Linked DNA regions of Sus scrofa: region 2 is linked to region 1. Evidence: chromatin contacts called from public HiChIP or PLAC-seq data. All regions are on one chromosome and are shown on one strand. The core of a region is the stretch at or near the end of the contact, and the rest is flanking DNA. Distances in the headings are between cores, read along the strand shown.

Region 1 (5,660 bases), core at 745-3,244:
GCACGTGGAACACTTCAAGATGATAAATGGAACCCATTAGTGTGATTTCCTATGGAACAGGGAATAGCACCAAACAAAAAGTAAAGAACCAAGGTAACAGGACTGTGGGGTGGAAAATGGGAAAGGGAGATTGTTTGGTTGTCCTGGGACCACCCTAACTTAGGACTTCACATTGGAGAAGAAAGTTGGGTTCCAGAGTACTTAAGGCCACTCTGGGGTTTCTGTGGTGGCTACCTAGTTCTGTAACTAGTTCCATATCAAATTTGGGTGTCTGGGTGTGTGTGAAAGGATCCTTAGAAGTTTTGGAATGTTAAGGTGGTATGCATCCTAGAAAAAGGGGTGCCCCTGCAATAAATAAACCATTAAACCTGCACAAATTAATGTGCAGGCTCACTGATTTGATCTTGGGGAATCAGTAGTTCTCTCTAGCCACACTCATTCAGATTTCAAGAGACCTTCCTCCAGACTGTTTTTGAGATCTTTGGGAGCTGTGCCCTCCCACCTTGGAGTGTCTTCATTTCTTTTTGCTCTCTCCATTGAGCCCCAGTAATGGCAGCTTCAAAGCCCTCTGCCCTGGACGTCCTTGCTTTGTCCTCCCCCAGGTGTGGGAAGAGTGGAGGCAACTGTTCTTACATCAGGTCCAAAAATGGCCCCAGGGCACAATTAGTGCTTTCTCAAGGGAAGACTATTGCCTGTGAGGGGATGAAAGGCTACAACTTAGCTAACAGTTGAAATTACTCAGAGAGACTCCCACAGGTTCATGCTGGGGGCAGAGAAGCAGTAAAACACTGCAGGTGCTCCAGAGGCATCCCCTACTGTTCCCACAGGTCAGGTGGTACAAAGTTATGGTGCTTCATTTCCTAACAGAATTTTAGTCCATTGAGAGGCAGGTAATTTAAATGGGACCAAGATCTTGAAGTCTTTTTTTTCTATTGAGAGCTGCACCTGTGGCATAATGGAAGCTACCTAGCTAAGGGGGTCGAATTGGAGTTAAGATGCTGACCTACACTGCAGTTTGTGTGGCAACTCGGGGTCCTTAACCCAGGGATGGAACCTGCATCCTCACAGACACTGTCGGGTTCTTAACATGCTGAACCACAACAGGAGCTTTTTTTTGGGGGGGGGGCTCAGAATTTTAAAAATTTATTCATATCTTTAAATTTTTAAAATTCTTCGTTCCTGAAGAAGGATGTGCTTGTCACTTCTACTTGACAAGTCTTTGAAATATTTATAAAACTAGAAATGCCAGTTAAACACTGTCATCAATACAACAAATGATGGGGTAAAACAGGATTAAATTCACAAGCTAGAGTAACAATTGAAAGGCGTCTTTGGCAAAGGAGAGGTTGCTTGTGTCATTTGTGAAAAACGAGACAAATTTGAAGAAACCCAACTATTGTAAAAGTTCTCAATCCCACTGAATTCATTCAGTGACAGATAGTGTCTCTTCCTCTGCGGGAGCAACTACTCCAGGTTGCCTTTGCCACAGACTCCTTTCTTGGTTAACTGTGAAGATTGTCTCCACTGTTAGGCTCCAGGACATCACTTTTCCGCTTCCTGAAGCATATCAGTCTGTGGGAGCGTCCCCAGCTATCTCAATCCGGGACTAGGCTGAGCTCAATGCCAACTGTGCCTGAGAACTGGCCACCAGCGCGTCCTGCCTTCCAGGGTTTGGCGCCCAGCAGTAAGATGATACTCTTGGGCAAGGCCCGCCTGGAGCCCTCTAGGCCACCTCCCGTTAGGGATATCTCGCGCTACAACCCCGCCCCCCGTCCCCCGCCCCGCCTCTGTGCCACCAGCATCGTGGGAAAGCTGAAGGTAAATTAGGACTGAGGAGTGTGGCCGAGCCAAAATGCCCCTTCCCCTGCCTTCCAGCTGGCAGAGGCTACCGAGCAGACCCTGTGAGTCTGGGGAGGCGACCATCAGTGAAGACGTACATGTCCCGGCGCTTGGAATACGAAGCTGCACTTCCGCCCCAAAGTTATATGTAAATGAAGTGACTTTCTAGGTCTCGTCTGATTGGACAAACTGAAGGGCATAGCAGCCAATGGGGCTGCGAGGTTGCAGAGCGCCTTTATCCCATTGGCGGTTGCAGCATGCGGCAGTGCTCACCCGGGTATAAAACCTCGCCCGCCATTGGCACAGAGGAGTCTGGCTGCCAAAGCAGGGTGGTGAGGCGCGCGCGTCCTACTTTTAGCCATCCGCAGCGACCTAGAGCTCAACAAGCTGCTAGGCTACCGCGCAGTATAGAGTCCTGCCCAGTAATCAGGATTTGCTGCTGCGACACCAAAGGGCCCTGCAATATCAAAGGCTGTTTTCAGAGCCACTCGGATGGTCAGAAGAGCTATGATATAGCATTCTCTCTTTGCTCTGTCCTTATCTTCGCTTGCCACTATGCAGCTGAAGTCTGAGGTGAGATAAGTGCACAAGCTGGCAATGGTCCTGGCCCTTAAGTAGGGAAGGTGTGCCTATCACTGTTGGCCACAGCAGGCACTCTGGACCTGGGCCATGCGGCGAGTTGTGCGCCTTAGTTCTCTGCAAGAACGCTGTATGGGGTTGGAGACATGTATGGGCTTCTTATAGCAGGGGTGTGAAATGGTTTTCCAGGGTGCTACCCAAGGGATACCCTCTGGAGTCTGGGCCCCTTTGGTGTGCAGAAGGCCCCCTGCTGGGTACATAAGTCATCCCTAGGAAAGAGCTTGGCTCAGTGCAGACTTAGCCTGGGTTCTACCCTCCTAACTGCTTCACGCAGACTTTTATCTCCAAAGCTTTTAATGCCCTTATCTAGAACATAAAACTTTCTGGGGAGTTCCCGTCGTGGCGCAGTGGAAACGAATCCGACTAGGAACTATGAGGTTGTGGGTTCAATCCCTGGCCTTGCTCAGTGGGTTAAGGACCCGGTGTTGCTGTGAGCTGTGGTGTAGGTCAGCTGCCGTAGCTCTGGGGTAGCAGAAGTGGCTTGGATCCCGCATTGCTGTGGCTGTGGTTTAGGCCAGCTGTCGTAGCTCTGAGTATACCCCTAGCCTGGAAACCTCCATATGCCGCGGGTGCAGCCCTAAAAAGACAAAACAAAAAAACTTTGTTAGATTGTTCAGGACACACTACCAACAAACATGGCACCTTTGCAAGTTGAATATCTTAAGCTTGAGAAATGACAAAGTTAGAGAAAATGGCAGAATCAGGAAGGTCACTCTCACTTGCCCCTGCCTCATCCTTCTATTCTGAAACAAGACATAAACCCTCGAGAGGTGCCCTACTTATACTGGGAGGAAAGGAGCATCCTTATTTCCAAAGGCAAAGGGACTCTGACACGAATCTGAACAAACAGTCCTTGCTTAGTTTTTTGCAGTTCACAACACTTAACCTCCTTACCTGTCATATTTCTCCACAAATATCTGTTCTTCATACCCAGCAATAAGTACTCAAGTCTGAGGAAAACCTTTCCTTCCCCTTTGATTGACTTACCTTTATTTCTCCACTGTGTTGTAAACTACACTACCGAGAACTAGGAAGAGCAGCTCCTGGTTCTTCAAATTGCCATGCCCTGAAGGAAATCTGGCACAAAAGACTCCTTTCTCCAAGCTTGAGCCCCTCTCTTCCTAAAGGGGAAGGAGTGGAGATGAAATTGCAACCCTCTAATCCCTTGATTGGTTTCCCTGGCAACCAACCTCTATTCTTAGGTGCTTTCTAAAAGGCACCTTATTAATTATTCTACCCCTGTCATTACAGAAAATTCTCAGGGCTTTAGGAGCTCTGCCAAAAACTGAGGGGCAGAGACTAACATATTATTTCTTATTGTGTCACACTTTGCTTTGCAACTTTTGTGCACACTTTCAGGAAAAAAAATTAAAAGCTTTAACATAAACAGTTCTACTGCATCAATTCTATCATGATTCTGCCCTCCTGTAGACACAGTTGGGGCCTGCAGCCCTTCTCCCCCGGCCCCCTAGAAGAGGCTCTTGACTCTCCTGTTCCTTTCATCCACTGGCTCCACTGGGATGCCAGTGGAGCATCCCACTCCCTGCCAGCCCTTCTGTAGTCTCTCACTGCCTCAGGAGAATCTTCAAAGGCCTTTCTGGGCCTCCTCTTACCACCTTCTCCACCACATCCTTCCTCCCCGCTGCCCAGGGATCCTCAGCTCCAGGTTCCTATTGTCCTCCCTGTTCTGGGAGAGTCCACAGCACACACACTTCTCCTACCTTCCCTCAGTCTGGAACACTGCCTCTTCTCCCTCTTCTCTATAAGGACTCACAGGCTGACAAAACATCAAGAGTCCCCAGCTCATTTTTCACCTGGCACTTGAATTGTCCTTTGGAGTCACTCAGACCTTGAGGGCACCTGAACATTTCATCCACTGAAGTTCATTCGTGGACATACCTGTTCCCCTTGCTGACCTGAGGGGCCAGTGGTGGTCTCCCACAGCACCTGGCCATTACTTGGTGGACTTGATTTGGATAAGGAAGGGGCCCAGGCTTTTTCACACAGTTTGCTATTACTCATCCTTAAAAAGGAAGGAGATTCTGACACATGTCACAAACCAGAGGAAACTTGAAAACAGTATGTTGAGTGAAATAAACCAGTCAGTAAAGGACAAATATATGATTCCATTTTTATGAATGAGATGTCTAGAATAGTCAAAGTCATAGGCACAGAAAGATTGCATGGGCTCAGCGAGGGGGGAGCCATTGTTTAATGGGTTCAGAGTTTCATTTTTGGAGGATGAAAACATTCTAGAGTAATGGTTGTATGACAATGTGAACGTACTTAGTGCCACTGAATTGTGTACTTAAAAATGTTTAAAATGGTTAAGTGTTATGCATATTTTACCACAATAAAATAAAAGTGGCACAATGTATTTTTTCCACAAGACTGGCTTTTCAAGATTCTTCACCTTGACCCATGTCTTGGGTTGGGATCCCTGGGAAGCTGAATCTGAGGTGTGTGCAGGTGTTTCTTAGGGACACTGGGCATAGTGTGTAATGATGGGCATTAGGCTGGAAGTATCACCACATCTCTGAGCTCTGGCACTGGGCAGCCCTGCAGAGCTGTCCTAAATGGAGGAAGCTACTATGGTCCAGTCCATGCATGACAAGTTCCGGTAGCATCATATCATTTTATGTTTGAAACATTATGCTTTCTATTCTATTTCATTTTAAAAATGTATTTTTATTATAGTTGATTTAAGTGTTGTGCCAATTTCTGCTGTATAGCAAAGTGACCCAGTCATATATGTATATATGTGTGTGTATGTGTATATACATTCTTTTTATTATATTATTTTCCATCATTATATATCCCAAGCAATTGAATATAGTTCCCTGTGCTATTTAAAAAATGTTGATCACTACCCACTAAATGGAGAAGACACTAATGAGTTGTCATCGACAGTCTGGAAAGTTCTACATGAGGGAAGTAGACAAGGAGAGACACTTTGGGAGGCCCAGAATACTCAGTCTCATTTCATCGTTTCTGTGGTCAGTTTTGCTGACTTATGTGCCAGAAGCAGCCTTCAAATTCAGCTAAAGAGGACAGGAAGGAGATTGGAAGGGAGTGTGTTATGAAGAGAGACAGCCTCAAAGGCTGCAGGGGAGGGGCTTTCCTGACTCTTCCAGCATTCTGATGGCTAAGTCACCCCAATCTCTGATTCTGTCATCACATTG
Region 2 (4,965 bases), core at 1,658-4,157, 620 kb before region 1:
CAGCTAGTCCTGCTGATACTATCTGCAAAAACATCTTGAATCCAGTCACTTGTGGCCCTCTCCATCCATGGCTAAAATATTACTCTGAGTCACCTATTTAGTTTTCTGTGGTTCATGTAACATCACCACAAACTTGGTGGCTAAAAACTGAAGAAATGTTTTCACTCATAGTTGTGGAGGCCAGAAGTCTTAGTATCAAGGTGTCATCAGGGCCATTACCCCTAGAAGGGTTCCAGGGGAAAATTCTTTCCTGTAGCTTCTAGTGGTGACCAGGCACTCCCAGACCTGTGGCCATATCACTCTAAACTCATTGCTAGCACCACTACTTCCACTTTTGTCTGTATAAAATCTTCCTCTGCTTCTCTCTCACACTGTCTTTCATTCCTTTCTTTCTTACAGGGCCATGACTGTCACAAATGGAAGTTCACAAGATAGGGGTTGAATCAGAGCTACAGCTGCCAGCCTACACCAGTGCCACAGCAATACTGGATCTGAGCCATGTCTGTGACCTACACCATAGCTCATGCCAACACCAGAACCTTAACCCACTGAGGCCAGGGATCAAACCCACATGCTCATGGATACTAGTCATATTTGTTACCACTGGGCCATAATGGGAACTCCCTGCTTCTCTTTTATAGGTACATGTGTGAAGGCATTTGGACCTACCTGAATAAACCAAGTAATTTCCCCATCTCAATATCGTAAAAGAATCATATCTGCAGATTGTTTGCCAGCTCAATCTGCTTCCTTCCGCTCTCACCTTCACAAAGCAGGGAGGATCAAATCTCTTGCTTAAAACCTTTCAGTGGTCACCAGTGCAATATAGCCTTACCATGACCTCAAGGCCTATATGATCCGGCCCTTGGCTTCTTCTCTGGCCTCCCATACCTTTCCTCATTTTGTCTACTCTGTCTTACTATTCCCAACTTATTGTTATTTCTCAAGTTTGCTAAACATGTTAGAGAGAATTCCTTCTCTCTGGAGTACCCATCCCCAGCTCTTCATGGGGTCCTTTCTTATATACCTCAGTTCCAAGATAACCCACTCAGAAGGATCATTTTTGTCCTTCTCTGCCCCACTGTGAACTCCTCTATCACCTTCAGAGCACTCACTGTGCTCTGAAATCATTTTAGGAACTAATTTTGTGTGCTTATTGTTGGCTATCAGAAGTTTCTCCTCCATGGCCTAAACAGCCTAAATGACATGTTATCCAATGATAAGCTATCCTTAGGATGAACCCAGTATGTCCTGCTCATACCATACTGTTGAATTATGGTACCAATCACTTAATATGATACTTAGCTGCCTAGTATAAGTTTAGAAGAAAGATCACCAACCCTATTCCACAAATTTTACTTATTAATTAAAGCCCTTCATTAATCAAAAGAGCAGGACTCCATAGGGTAAGGAATAAAGAAAAAAACTTTATTATTTCACCTCATGGTCCCTAAATAGACATCTGCAAAATCCTAGTTCCTCTATCCTGTGGATGAAATCACAAGCAGTTTCCATAATTCTCATTCTTAGGTAATAACAAGTTCTTGAGACACAAGAACACTTTTGGTTCTCTCAGTCTCACATCATTCAAAAATAATAAAACTCTAAACTCCAATAACCCTCTCCCCAGAAAATCCTTTTTTTTTTTCTCTCAGCGTCTCAGTTTCTTACATTTAAGTAAAGGATGAGCCCCAGGTATCTCTAAATAGTCACCCTCCTTTGAAAATCCTGAAGAGAAGCACTAACTTCTTTGGCATGGACAGGAAAGGGAGATTGTGTATTTTTGTTCTGTGGTTAGTGCACTAACCAATCAGACTAAAAGAGTTCCATTTCATCACTTTGTTTCAAAAGCTAGGATTAAATTTAAGTTTTTGTAGCTTTATCTCTGTTGAATTACACAGAGTTTACAGCCTCTTGAAACTGCAAATTCTTTTTTACAGGTTAAGTTCCCAAGTCTCCCCATGAAGAACTTGTGAGCTTCTTGTAGAAGTCCACCTGGGGTTCTTTTAAATACGTGATTATATTTATCCTCATGACAATTACACTTCTTGGACTCTAAATGGCACCCTAGCCTCTTTATCTTCCGCCTTGGGAAAAGACAAATCTAGTAATATTGTTGTACCCTCTGAGTTCTCAGTATCTTGTCTCCAAACAGCAAAACCACCTTCCACTCCCTTGGTCCAAGAAGAGATGGGCCAAATTGCTACAGCATTGTAATTAATCTGCTGCTCGGAAATCCTGAGAAGACTCAGTTGGAGTGGAGAAGGAGCCCTCCACAGCAGTTTAAGACCTAAACTGTGAGGCCCAGACCATCAGACTTGCTCAGACCCCATCTCTGCACAAGGCCTCCCGGCCCTTTGTCTCCCCCTTATTTAATCAGTCTGCATCTGTTTTCTCCAGCCAATTAGCCTCTCCAGGAGCGCAATGGCGGTTGCCCTCTGTGACGACATGTGGGCGGGGCAGGACGGTATATAAGAGACTCCCCACGCCTCTTCTCCAGTGGCTGAGTAGGCCACCCGCCCTGCCCTTGGTGATTTAGCTTCCAGCCTGGGAGGGCGGAGGACATGACTGAGAAGGAATCTGGCAGCCTGAAGACTTACGGACGCGAATGTTGCAGCAGCAGGGGTGTTTTTCGCCTTCCGGGCAGGGTGAGCGGGAGCAGCAAGCCATTCGCCTCCGGTCGCGGGGCGACATTACGTTCCAGGTGCTGAAGCAGCAGCTGTCCAGCGACGCTGTGGTCGTACTGCATGTGGTGGAGCGGGACCTCTTCAACCAGATCGCGCGTGGGATGACCCGGCTCAGGCGGGAGGGCTTGGACGTGCGCAGCGAGCGCCGGGCCGCTGGTAGTGCTGTAATCCGCGTCGCGCTCGGGTCGCTCCTGTCTGGGAGAGCTGCGCTTCGTGCCCGCGCGTCCTCCTTCCTAGCGCGTGGCCGGCGGGTGTCCCGCGCCCTACCCGCCGTGGTCCGGAGGAGCAGGTTCTGCCTGAGGTCCCCCTGGAACAGGCTCGGTTGCCAAATGCTTGAGGAAAATCGCGGATTTACAGATATAGCTCGGTTATCATCCAGGCTGTAGCAGAGATACGTGCACCTGGGCCTTTGATGTGTTACAGAAGAAATTAAGGTGTTTCCAGAGTAAATACCCAGGAAAGGAAGAAACGTTTAAAAATCAGATGTCATGGGCTCAGGAAAATGTCCAAGCAAACATGGGAAGTTAGAATCCAGGCACCTAGAACACTCCTTGGTAAAGATGCCTCACCACCTGGTAAAGATGGAAATAAAGGGAAATCTGACTTGCTCTCAGTAGAACTTGGTTTTTATGTCCTGCTTTGTGGAGTGCAGGTCTTCTTCACTGACTAGATGTGGTGGGTAAGGAAAGCTGAGACAAAGATAGGGTTCCTCCGATAGATGAAGTGCCCTGTCTTCTCCCCTCCATCCCCAGTACAGTATTTCTCATCTTCATCTCCTGTACCAGGCCTTTTGTACTGTTGCACTTGTATATTCAAATGGAGATGAGAAGTGAAGAAGCCAGGAGAGCAAGTAGAGGGTGCTGACAAAACACTATCCACCTAAGCTAGGCTACTAGGGGAAAAGAAGCCCAAGATGGGGAACGAGGGCAAGAAAGAGTCTCCACTACAACTTCCCCAGGTTCCAGTGGCCCCTACATTTTTCTTCTGCTATTTCCTGACAAGCTCCCTAGAATTCCCTGCTGCTTTCATCTCATCATGTTCTACTAACCGTGTTTGTTCTTTCACTTTGTGTTTGCTCTCATTCCTGTTTTATTCTCTCCATTTACTGTCATTTCTTCTGTTTTATTTCTAACTACCTCCTTTTCTTCTGGCTCTCAATGCATGTTCTTGGCCCAGTTGTCTGTTTTCTGCCCTTTTCCTTGCCTCAGTCTTTAATCTTTCTTCCTCTGTACCTAGAAAGTTTTACATTTGGGCCAAAAATGGATCCAACCAATCCTCTACAGCCATCTTCCAGCATCAGGTTTTTAATACAAAGAATTTGAGAGTTACCAAAATTCTGAAGTCATTTCTCCTAGTTCTGTTCTTGTTGCATTCTTCTTCTGATCTGTTCAATCCACTCACCAGATCATATTTGGATGGTTCCCAAAATGAGCCATCTCTCCTTTTTGCCACCCACTAGCACCTAGTAAATATTGCCCTCCTCAGACTGCCTATTCAACTGGTGAGACATGAAGCCACTTCCAGCAGTGAGAACTGGGAAACATGATTGGGATTCCCTCATATGTCTTCAGTTTGCTCTCTCCAGTAATAGCTAATGAAGCTTATGTCTAAACTTCTCATTTGGAGCCCTAAGGAGAGACTGCAGTCTGGTGGATTAGAGTGATGGGCTTCATGCCTCATCAACTCTGACACCCTTTAGGCTTTCTCCAAAATTCAGAGGCTAACCACACCATCCCTCTTCCTCTAGGCCAACATCCTAATGAAAGATGCTCTACTTTGAGAACTAAGTAGATAGGATTTGATCACAAAGCAACTCCTAAGAATCCCAGAAGCTTGCTACAGCTGTGCATAAAGATGGTCCCCATCAGTGTCCTTCCCATAGCCTTATTTATCCGGAAGGCCACAAAAGGAGGAAAGAGGTAACAGCCCCAGCAGTAAAGTAAGGTGAGAAACACGTTTAGTAGGTGAAGATGTGTTGGGAAAAACTTTTGTTGTAAAGCTTGCCTCTGGTTATGCAAACCCTCTCCCTGGGGTGTAAAGACTCCCAGCATAATGCACAAAACAAAATGCTTACCCCTCAGCCCTCCCCACCAGGAAAACCCAAGTCTGGTTATTGCATCTGTTGAGATGACTATTTCAAGTTTATTAACTGAAGTCTTGCTATTCTGAGGCAGTAATTTCAGAATAGAAAACAAACTGAACTCTTCGGGGATACTAGGAAAAGGAGATGGAATCTGAAAGTTGCTTGGTAGCAAAAAGTGGGTGGTGTTCAAGGGGC

What was found. HiChIP or PLAC-seq counts read pairs in DNA pulled down with a chosen protein or histone mark.
Region 2: an H3K27ac HiChIP or PLAC-seq map of alveolar macrophages shows a contact between it and region 1. The contact joins two enhancer-like sites. A contact is called at or near these places in 1 of 47 Hi-C or Micro-C datasets (liver) and 1 of 2 datasets of contacts at active chromatin or transcription factors (alveolar macrophages).

The regions. Positions count from the first base shown.
Region 1 is chr2:51,658,220-51,663,879 of Sscrofa11.1, reverse strand. The region is part of intron 6 of RNF187 (E3 ubiquitin-protein ligase RNF187); the gene reads left to right. Among named protein-coding and RNA genes, the nearest start is that of RNF187, 31 kb to the left of the region's middle. Within about 2 kb of position 1,994, at least 52 of the 83 cell types and tissues checked have an H3K27ac peak or open chromatin away from gene starts, as enhancers often do. A contact at or near this core is called in alveolar macrophages and liver, where this site is marked.
Region 2 is chr2:52,282,028-52,286,992 of Sscrofa11.1, reverse strand. No RefSeq gene overlaps it. Among named protein-coding and RNA genes, the nearest start is that of ZNF692, 4.1 kb to the left of the region's middle. Within about 2 kb of position 2,907, at least 77 of the 83 cell types and tissues checked have an H3K27ac peak or open chromatin away from gene starts, as enhancers often do. A contact at or near this core is called in alveolar macrophages and liver, where this site is marked.